Linked DNA regions of Mus musculus: region 1 is linked to region 2. The links are chromatin contacts, called in public Micro-C maps. All regions are on one chromosome and are shown on one strand. The core of a region is the stretch at or near the end of the contact, and the rest is flanking DNA. Distances in the headings are between cores, read along the strand shown. Region 1 has its middle 37 kb from the start of Gm35291. Region 2 has its middle 17 kb from the start of Gm47843.

Evidence for each region. A called contact is a pair of places that touch in the nucleus more often than the background predicts.
Region 1: a Micro-C map of muscle stem cells shows a contact between it and region 2, with 5 times the contacts expected there. The contact joins two enhancer-like sites. A contact is called at or near these places in 1 of 15 datasets of contacts at CTCF or cohesin (the NIH/3T3 cell line) and 1 of 484 Hi-C or Micro-C datasets (muscle stem cells).

The regions. Positions count from the first base shown.
Region 1 is chr10:23,671,906-23,677,141 of GRCm38.p6, forward strand. No RefSeq gene overlaps it. Among named protein-coding and RNA genes, the nearest start is that of Gm35291, 37 kb to the right of the region's middle. Within about 2 kb of position 2,971, at least 45 of the 459 cell types and tissues checked have an H3K27ac peak or open chromatin away from gene starts, as enhancers often do. A contact at or near this core is called in muscle stem cells, where this site is marked.
Region 2 is chr10:23,555,508-23,560,947 of GRCm38.p6, forward strand. No RefSeq gene overlaps it. Among named protein-coding and RNA genes, the nearest start is that of Gm47843, 17 kb to the right of the region's middle. Within about 2 kb of position 2,499, at least 34 of the 459 cell types and tissues checked have an H3K27ac peak or open chromatin away from gene starts, as enhancers often do. A contact at or near this core is called in muscle stem cells, where this site is marked.

The sequences.
Region 1 (5,236 bases), core at 1,721-4,220, 120 kb after region 2:
GATGACAAAAATGTCCTAGTGTACAAGTGATTAACAAAATTGTCCAAATAGAAAGTACCACTAGGAGACTAGGTAAACGTCAGCTTTAAATAATATTTGATTCATGAAAAAGAAATAGTCCACACTATCATGTAGGAACAATTTATTCGTTTTATATTTCTTCCCTGTGTGACCTACTGAGGTTTGAAAACATTATGTGACACCCATATTATATATACATACATATATGTCATATATATATATATATATATATATATATATATATATATATATATATACTCCATCTAAATTTACTATAAGCTTATTGTAGCACTTAGTTTAAAAGTTTGACTTTTTTTTTATTCTACCAACCCTTTTGTTTTGGCCTTCCATAGAGGCAAAGCAAGCAAACAAATAAACAAAACACATTTTTATGCCTGGAAATAAAAAGTGGGTGGCAGAGCCGCAGAAATATTAGCTTTCTGTAAGATGGACACTGATTTCCTCTTTGAGAGAGTGCTTGTGTCCCTGGATACCCTGTGTCTGCAGAGAGGTCCAGCAATGCTCGCTACCTCCTCGGTTCTGTTATATGCTTGATTGAAACCATTAGCACAACGTAATGAATTCCATATGTCAGCCTTATTTGGTTATTTAAGATAGGAATTTTTGAACATGCAATTGTGATAAATCCACTCTGAATAAACTATGTATTTCATTTTTCCCCCAGCTGAAATTTTTTCTACCTATTATTTGAAGTGGTTGAATTGGTATTTGCATATCAGTGCCTAGGCAAACTCAGCTCAATAAATTTGCACTTGTAGCGACTTTTTGCTATATCTTTCTCATTGAGAACTACTGGAGCATCTATGAGAGATTTCACTTTTTCAGGCCACTTATGCCTAAAAGCTTTTTGTTGATAACCAACTATACTCTTCATCTGTCTGGGGAATCCCACATTCTGTAAGAAACAGTATCTGAAGGCACCATTTATTTAAGTGGAAAAATTATAATGTGCTACATAATAACCCCGAAATACCAACTAAATTATTAACGCAAAGTACAATTCCTATATATAAGTACCAAACAGTAAGCCCAAGTAGAAAAAACCTAAATATCAATTCTCAATTACCCAACAGCTAATGCACAGTAAATATGCAGCTGTTCTGGGTAGAATAAGGTGGCCTCTTTTAATAGAAACAGTTTCTACATAGAATTCTGATAGAACCATCAGTATAACAATAGCCTTTTCCTGTATATTGGTGAACTTGGAAGAACATTTTTTCCCCTTTAAAAAAAAAAAAACTCAGATAAATGATGCTATACCAAGGTGTGCCTGTTAAGTTAGAAACTAAAGTAGCCACTCTCTCAGAAACCTGTATCTTGAGAAATCTTCAACAGAGTGATCTTCGTTGCCAGTGTACCTGTAAACTCAAGCAGTTGCTTTGAAACTACCCCATTGGTCTTTGGGGACCAGCTAGTCCAAGCTGGATGACGGTGTGGTCACAACAGCACACAGCTGTCGCCACCCGTAAATGGCTTTTCCTGAATCTGCCAGTGCAAACCAGAATGAATCTGACAGCCTAAAACACCAGAAGCTCAGCCCGTGGCAGTTGTGGAAGCCGGAAGTTGAGCATCCAGGTGTCCTTGGTATCTCAGAGGCAGAATCCGACTCCAGCAACCACTTGGCTGCTTGCAGCTGCTGACAACACTCCAGGTCCTTGTTTTGCAGGCACACAATCCACCCCTCAGGTCTTCACATCTCTGCTCTCTGTCTTCCCCCTTTGCCTCTTATCAAAGTAAGAGCCCACCCTTGATCTTACTGCGCTCTTTCCAATGTTTTAGATAGATCACATCTGTGAAGACTCTTCTCCAATTCATCTCCTTTGCAATGCTTTCAGTGGGTGTGTCTTCGGAAGAAAGCTGGCACATTCAACCTGTTGAATCAAGCTTGGTTTCACTAGCTAGCATCAATTCTAGAGAGCAGACCTTGCAGAGGCAGGGAAGCCATGCATCTCCTCCCGCACGTTGCACGTTGACAACACAATTATCAATTCTTACTTTCAATGTTCTTTTAATTTGAAAAACAATGGAGGACTCAGAAGTTTTTGTTTGAGGAGGTTGAGGAGTAGGGGGTCCCCTGACTGAGGTATATATAACTAGTCCTTAATGGTTTCTTGACAGTACCACTGCCTATAGGTCTAAAGGCCATCTAAGAGGCAGGGGCTTGCGGGTCTGAGGGGCAGAGGAGTGATCCTGTGGAAGGTGACTCTCGGGGTCTCTCTGGAACTGCATGAAGAGCTTTGTGGGTTTTCTGGTTTCCTTTCTTAGATTGCTTCTGAAGTATTTCCATAAACGCTACCAATAGACAGCATTCCAAGTGAGACAGTGCATAAACAAAAGTAAAAGGGGACTCTCTAGACTGTCATATTTGAGGGTTCATCTCTGGAGTTTGTGACTGGTGACTTGGGTAGAAATCACCAAGCAACTGAGCTCAGAAATCTGACCCAGTTTTTTATTAATTATAAATAAAGGTACTGGCCAGTGTTTACAAATGTAGATACTTACACATTTTTATAAGCATACACACCCATTTACACAGTGAGTGTGTAACCAGTGAGCACTCAGTGATGACCTTGCAGACATCTTTTTTTTTTTTCTGTTATCAACAGACTTCACCCTTCTGAGATTTTCCCGACTTTTCCCCACTCCTTTAACTGCCTCTTTAAAAAAAAAAAAAATTAAATAACATTTTCTTTCAAGCCCTCTACTGTTACAGTGTTTCAGCCATCAAAGTCCGCTCCTGGCCATTTTCATTTACCTTGTGACTCTGACCCTTTGTGAAGCTTGAGCATTTTCAGAGTAAGCTGATCCTGCGGGTCCCCAAGGACGTTATTCTCATTTATTCGCTCAGCCCTTTGAATGGAACGGGCTGCCCTTGGCAGCGGTTCAGCGGGCCCACATTCAAAGAGCACACAGTCTTTTCTCTTCCAGAGGCCTTTCAAAAGGCGGCCCAGGGTTTGTCCAAGGGCTCTAATGGATGTCAGTCATTGAGCACGCTACATTTCATTCATGGCTGCCAGAGAACGTGATGAGTCCAGAAGTAGACAAAGAAAAGCAGCAGACAGTGGGGTTGAAGGATAATTTTCCCAGCCTGTGTGACATGGTGTTCCGGTAGGAGTGGGACTGGGGGACTTACGACAGGGGAGATGAAACCCAGGAGTTAGCTTGACTTAAAGTCTCGCCCAAACCTCCTAGATAACCTTAGAGGCAAGATCTCATGAAACAGCATTTATCAGAAAGGCTGGTGCCCTGGAGGAAAGAGAGCTGCGGCACACCAGCCCGTTTCTCCTTTCCCAGGTGTAAATGAAGCCATAGAAGCTGCCTCTGTGCTTTCTGCATAGACACCTCTGGCAGTTAGCTCTACTTTCCCAAACTCCCAATGCTTGTGATGTTGGAGTCTCTAGTGAGGAGATGTCTGGTGAAGCTCGGAGACAGTCCCAAGGGCATGGATGGGGGGTGGGGACAAAGGCTTGGCTGGGACCTCTGTACCTGCCAACTGGTGTGTCACAGAGAAGCTAAAATTACTGGCTGGACAATTATCTGATTAAAGAGAACCTTTCATTTGAGGCTTAAAAAAAAATCCAGACTGAAATCAAAACCTTCTAGTAAGTTTACTTAAACTACTTAAAAAAAAATCTATACAAAAGAGGAGTGATTTTTAAAAAAAGAAAAAGAAAGGGGAGAGGAAAAAAGGAAGGAGGATAGAAAAGAAAAGGAAAAGAAAGGAAAGGAAAGGAAAGGAAAGGAAAGGAAAGGAAAGGAAAGGAAAGGAAAGGAATAGACAAAGAAAAGTGAAAAAAAGAAAGGGTGCAGAAGGCACAGTTCTTTCTAGAATTTTCTCTTTTTCTTTATTTTCTGGCTTTCTTTGTTTTGGAGTGAGGGTTTCATAGCAAAATTATACAGTAGAAACTTCTCGTATCAGATTTAGTCTTAGATATCTTCACACACACACACACACACACAGAGCACTCAAAATTATAGTTTTAAATTAGTTGAGTCAATTGATTAAATAAGGTTCCGCTGATTCCCCCAAACCGATTCATATTTTCTTAGCTTCACTGGAATTCTCTTGAATTATGCCTCTGTCAGGCTGCATCAGAACTGTGTTTTTATGGGTCCTGGATTCCACAGAGGCTGTTGTGGTTTGAAAATAGCAGAACAATGTGCTGCTGCTGCCCCAACCAGTTAATGACCTGCACCGTAGCTAAAGGCCCCAAACCACATGAGGCAAGCGGGCTGGGCCTGCCTGGAATGTGTGACAACCGGAAAAGGGACCCTCATCTCGTCTTTCAATATGTGCTGAGTTGGTGTCATCTTGAAATCTTACTAATAACTTCACCATAGTTTATTATGCTGCCTTGTCTGCTTTAATGAGAGAGAGAGAGAGAGAGAGAGAGAGAGAGAGAAGAGAGATTGCAAATTGTGAAGTCAGCAAATAGCAATGTCAGAACTTATTTGCAAAAAATAAAATTCTTAGTCTAGAATAAAGACTTCAGGGTTTTGAGGCTACAAAATAACTATGTGCTGGTAGTGTTTCTTAAAGGCTTGCATTAAGCCCTGCATGCACGCACCCAGGGATACACACACCAAATTGTGCGTCTTTGTTAGAAAAATAAACCAGAGAGGAAGTACAGGAGGAAGGGAACAAATGAAGGGAGAGGAGTAAAAGCAGCAGGATGTGCAGAAGGAGCTAGGGAAAGAGGGAATGGCAAAAGAATCAAGAAAGATCAAATTCTTGTCTACATATGCACCATTTGTGCTCAGAGATCAGCTTGATCAAAAGATACACACCATCCAATGGAATGGTGACTACACACACACAAAACACGCACCTTCAAAAGCCTTAGAGACCACAGGAAGGCAGATGCTGACAACAGTATTCAATTTGTTCTTCCTTCCTACACAGTGGTTCTAGTCCCAAGCCCCGCCCTACCCCAGAACACACTCATGTATCATCACGAAGACTCTGTTTAGTGCTTACGTCTTCTTCTGTCTCCAGTCTACCTCAGAGCTGCCTCTGCTTCTTACGGAAAGTAAGTCATGGCGTGACAGCCTCTGGAGAGCCCCAGCCTGGCCCCTCCGGCTGGCACAGGTGGCACTCAGAGCCTGCGCGTTGCTCCCCTGGTCGGCAGCTTGCCATGACTCAAACACCCGATTCCTGATGAACTTAATTGTTTCAAAAGCATTTTCATGTGGG
Region 2 (5,440 bases), core at 1,249-3,748:
TCCAAAGAAACACCTCCCTCTAGTCAATAAATATTAGACATGTCTTAATATACAGCATGCCCTTCTTTTTATCAACTGGCTCTAATAAATAAATGCATTGAAGCTTCAACAGTGTTTAGACAAGTTATTATTATTTTAAGATAAAGTTTATTTAGTTTGTAAGTAAGTTGAAACAGCTCCATAGCATAAGGGGATGGATGATAAAATCAATCAAACCACAGATGTTGGTGATCTCTGGATGCCTAGGCACTGCTTCCTGTCATTAAGTAGGGATACCAGTAAACGTTTCTCCAACCTTCTGAAGTAAAACCTAAATAAGACCAAAGTGTAGCTTTTACCTGCAAGAATACCCGAACACTCAAGGCTAGTACTTACATTTAGAAATCTCTATATATTTTCATATTTTAATTCTGTTGCTTTCAACCTCTCTCTGTCTCTGTCTCCCTCTCTCATAGCTAACTCCCCTGCCCCGTGTGTGCATGTGTGTGTGTGTGTGTGTGTGTGTGCATGTGTGTGTGTGTGTGTGTGTGTGTGTGTGTGTGTGTGTGTGTGTGTATGTGTGTCCCTTGAGCTTGAACTTATATCTTTCTGTCCTTTAAATGGAACGCCATCCAAAAATAACTTAACTTGCTTTGCTTCCCTAGAGCTCCAACATCATAGTTGTGCTTCAGCCATGCATCTGCCTATGAAACAGCCCTACAGACACTCTCCATAAGAGCCAAATTACTCACACCCATAAAGTAAGCCTCAACTTTTCCTCTGTGGCTTCCTTTGTATCTTGCCTTCCCAGATGCCATGATTTCTCTTGAGATTCAATCCACGGAATAAAAAAGTGTTCAAGAGAATCATGGAATAGGTAGATAAAGATGATATTTATATGCTTAAAGGTAGGAAAGCTTTTGATTGTAAGATAGACATATTAGTGGTAAAATTTCAATCTTTAGTCAGCATTTGAGAATGACTGTGGGTAAATTAGAATAGTTCTTTCTAATCATATTAAATTATGCCACAAAATATTTTTTTTTCACTGCGAGTCACTGGCCTTGCCTTCACTTCTAAACAGGTGATTTTCACGTGACAGAAGGAGGAGGAAGGAAGAGAAGAATGAAAGAAGAGAGGTAAAGGGCAGAAGCAGGTAGAAGAGGGGTCAAGGAGGAAGGAAAACAAGTAATGGGCCAGGAGATGATAGAAATTTATTTCTAGAACTTTCTATCATTTATTCATCAGCCTTAGTATAAATACTGTGTAAATTTTTTATTAGATACTTTCTTCATTTACATTTCAAATGCTATCCTGAAAGTTCCCTATACCCTCCCTCCGCCCTGCTCCCCTACCCACCCACTCCCACTTCTTGGCCCTGGCTTTCCCCTGTACTGGGGCATATAGAGTTTGCAAGATCAAGGGGCCTCTCTTCCCAATGATGGCCAACTAGGCCATCTTCTGCTACATATGCAGCTAGAGACACAAGTTCTGGGGGTACTGGTTAATTCATATTGTTGTTCCACCTATAGGGTTGCAGACCCCTTTAGCTCTTAGGTACTTTCTCTAGCTCCTACATTGGGGGCCCTGTGTCCCATCCTATAGATGACTGTGAGCATCCACTTCTGTATTTGCCAGGCACTGGCAAAGCCTCACAGGAAACAGGTATACCAGGGTCCCTTCAGAAAAATCTGGCTGGCATATGCAATAGTGTCTGAGTTTGGTAGCTGATTATGGGATGGACCCCCAGGTGGGGCATTCTCTGGATGGTCCATCCTTTTGTCTTAGCTCCAAACTTAATACTGTGTATTATTAACTGTCTAACTGACAATTGCTAGACAAACACTCCTGTAGCAGTATTTTTATTTCTAGATTGTCATTATATAAGTGCACATTTTATTTCTATTATTACATAGTGACTGAGAGTCCAGTCACCAATCCTTTTTCCCACATGCTGGAATTTACAAAAGCTCCTACTAACTCCATTCCTGCTGCAACCCCACAGGGACTTCCAATACAGCTTGCAGTTTGGGTCATAAAGGAAACAGACTAACACATGCAGATCATACCAGATCATACAGGCCATCCCAACTGGAGCAGCCATGACCCTCAATCTTACCAACCCACATATACCTCAGAAGCATGGAAATTTGGACTCACATTCTTTCTCCTCCTTTTCAAATTGGCATTTACCAAAATAAAAGAGGAAATGAAATGACACAAACCACTTTCATAAACTATTGTCAGTCCTGGCATACATTCCTAGTAATCTGCATGTTGATTCATTTTATGTCTTAACTCATGATCATAACTTGAATTTTAATCTAAAGTCAATTTACAAATTCAGAGACAATGGATACTGGTATCGTGGATGATCCTTCAAGTCTGGAGACTTTCAATATGTCCACTCTTAGGAGCTGAAAATCTGAAGCTCAAGCCTCACACGGAGGCTGTGGAATGCTAGGATGGAAGTTCTCCCAGTGTCTGGCTGCCCCACATTTTGTGGTTTCAAGCAAGAAGCCTAGAGTTATTTGGACATGGGTTTTGTGGTTAATGTATGATAAATGGGCTATTACACAGCAGTCCTTGAATGTTTACGTCAGCTGTGGCAATCATTCAAAAGACACTTCTCTTTTGGCAGCACACTCTTGCATTGAACATTTTCTGGCAGATCTGAGTTAGGAATGACAGAGGAACCTCCATGTTAAGTCATATTCTTGATAAATTTTGCATGAACTGGTGATGCACAGAAGTTCTGGTGAGGGAAATATATGAATTTCAGAAAGCAAAGAGACTTTTCTCCTCTTTCTAAACCAAAATGGATTAGATTAAATTAAATATACAATAGCCACAAATATCTAGAGACACTTCAGGGGTTGGTTCGCATTCTGGTTCCTAATCTTTCTTTATTCCTTTTCTTTATTAAATACAAATAATATCTCTAGACGTCATTTTTATAAGTTAAATTTATTTATGTGTTATTCAGTTGATTTCACTAAAAACTTAAACTCTTAATAGACACTTGATATTGTTCTACTGCCCTAGGATGATAAAGGATAGATAGAGAGTGTGGCCTCATAAGGTCTTAGATCTCATCTGTATTCATCTCTATGGCTTCTTCAATTTTTAGGATGAACATATTCAAAGGGATGATCAATATGGAGCACCCTTTTCCTTTTTATTAATTTGGTTCCTTGTTTACCTTGGCTTCCTTGAGTTTTCCAGACAAATTTATTGATTACTGCGATCTGTCTCTCCACCTTTTCAACAACAACAACAAAAGGTACACTCATATGGCAACTACACTGTGCATCGTGTAGCTGACATGCGGTTTCACTTATGATGACAGTGGAATGTGTACAGTGATGTGATGCCTGTTCTGTGCATGGAAAAACAGAGAAAATTTTATCTGCTTGACCATACACTTTCAAGAACTAAGAAAATTTCATTGGGATTGAGGAAACGGCTCAGTCTTTAAAGTGCTCCCCACCAAGGGTCTGAGCTCAGATCACTATCATCAGTGTAAAAATCCAGGAATGATGGCATACAGAACATCCCAATTCAGACTGACCCCAAGCCCTTCCTGGGCAACACAGACGTAAAGTGTGCTGAACATATCAACTAAACAAGACCATGTTCTCCTTTTGAGCTGAGGAGCCCATTGATAATCAGAAATTTTATAATGTCTAAATAAGTTCTGGGGAGGGAAAGTTAAGTCAAATCTCACGTGGAATGAATATACAAGATAATCTCACTTAAGTCTTACACTTACATGATCCAAAAAAATTGAATAAAATCAAATAGTAAATGTTGTTATATTTCCCTATCATTTACTTTCTAGACTTTAAATATTAACCATAAGGTATTTTCTTTTTGTTCTTATCATTTTTGTGACCGTACCTCACCCTGTAGCATGGGCTAGCCTCCAACTCACAAAATATTCCTGATTCAGCCCCCAAGGGTTAGAATCTCAAGCATGAGCCACCATTTTTAGCCATAAGAATATAGACATTATTTGTTAGTGTATCACCCAACTGTCACCAGCCAGTTCTCTAGGTGAACCACACCCACTTCCATTGATTCCAACGAACATGTTCATGAAGAAGACAGAACCTGTCTGCTCACATTTGTGTTAGAGTGATGTAGTCAAACTGCTCAGCCATGCTACCAGTTCCTGGTACAATTTGGCAGGAACAGACACAATGAAATTCACCAGACTGCTAAAGATCAAACCAACCAGATCTATAATCGTGGGCTCAAACATTCTCATTTTGAGAAGATAGTTTATTTGTTTCTAATTTTGCATTCACATAAATATGTCCTTAGCTTCCCTTCTAACACAAGCATGGGCTGCTCAAAGACCACAATGGGCCAAGTTTATACTTAACTATAGTGGAAAGGTTTTTCAAAGTGATATTTTTCTATTATTGAATTTTTATTTTTGTTTGTTTAAAAACCTGCATATTTTTAAGAAAGCTATAAAATAGTTCCAAAGACAAGTTGTATAGAAGTTTTGTGTTATCCCTCTGTATAAACTGTTGATAAAGTCTTTGCATGGGAAAGAAACCCTCTTCCAAGATATTGACTTCCAAGTCATGACTGTATGCTCATGACTTTTATTTTTTTAAAAAATGCTAAGTATCTGTTGAAAGGAAGGCAGTGAGTGGTGAGTGGTGAGGAACAGCTGTGCAGAAATCAAGGACTGATTGGGTTGACTGTCCCTAGTCTGCCACACTAGTGGTCCACTATAGGATCCTCCAGCACTAAAGTTTCAAGGCCTCAATTTCTCATCTCTAAACACTTGGAATCAAAACAGACTACAACTCTTCTCTTATTTTTGAATTACTAGTGAAAATACATTTAGAATTTTGAAAGATTAATCACATGTTTAAATGACTAAGGAAGTGTCACAGTTGGAAAAAGCCTAACCTTTTGAAAGGGGCCCTTGCCAAGTTTTCAGTGTGAATATCAATCAGCTGTATTGTGCAAAGGCTTGAATGTTTGATTCTGGAACTGCCATTAAGTTCCTGGTGAAGTTCATTTTGATCCCACCACCTTATCCTAGTCTAATGCACACAAAGAAGAAGAACAGCTAAATAGAGTATACAAGAATTTTAATCCAACAACATGGCTGCTCTTGCAAGGGATCACATCCAAAGACTTTCTAGCTCTGTGTGATCCAGCTAGGATAAAATATCTTTAATCCCTCTGGCTGAAGAGCAGATTTACCTTTAATATACCAGACAGTGAAGGTGGAGTTAGTTTGTAGAAGGTAATAAAAACTAGTTGAAGTTCAGATGAAATGATAAATGGGAGATTTAACAGAGTGATAGATAGTATCAGAGATAAATTCAACTCTTTCGAGAACAGACAAAAAGACTGCTTCAGAGCAGTGCAGAGAGTCAGGGGGTAGAGGACAGTTCAGTTGAGTTCAGGTAATGCAAGAGGGTTCAGGTAATGC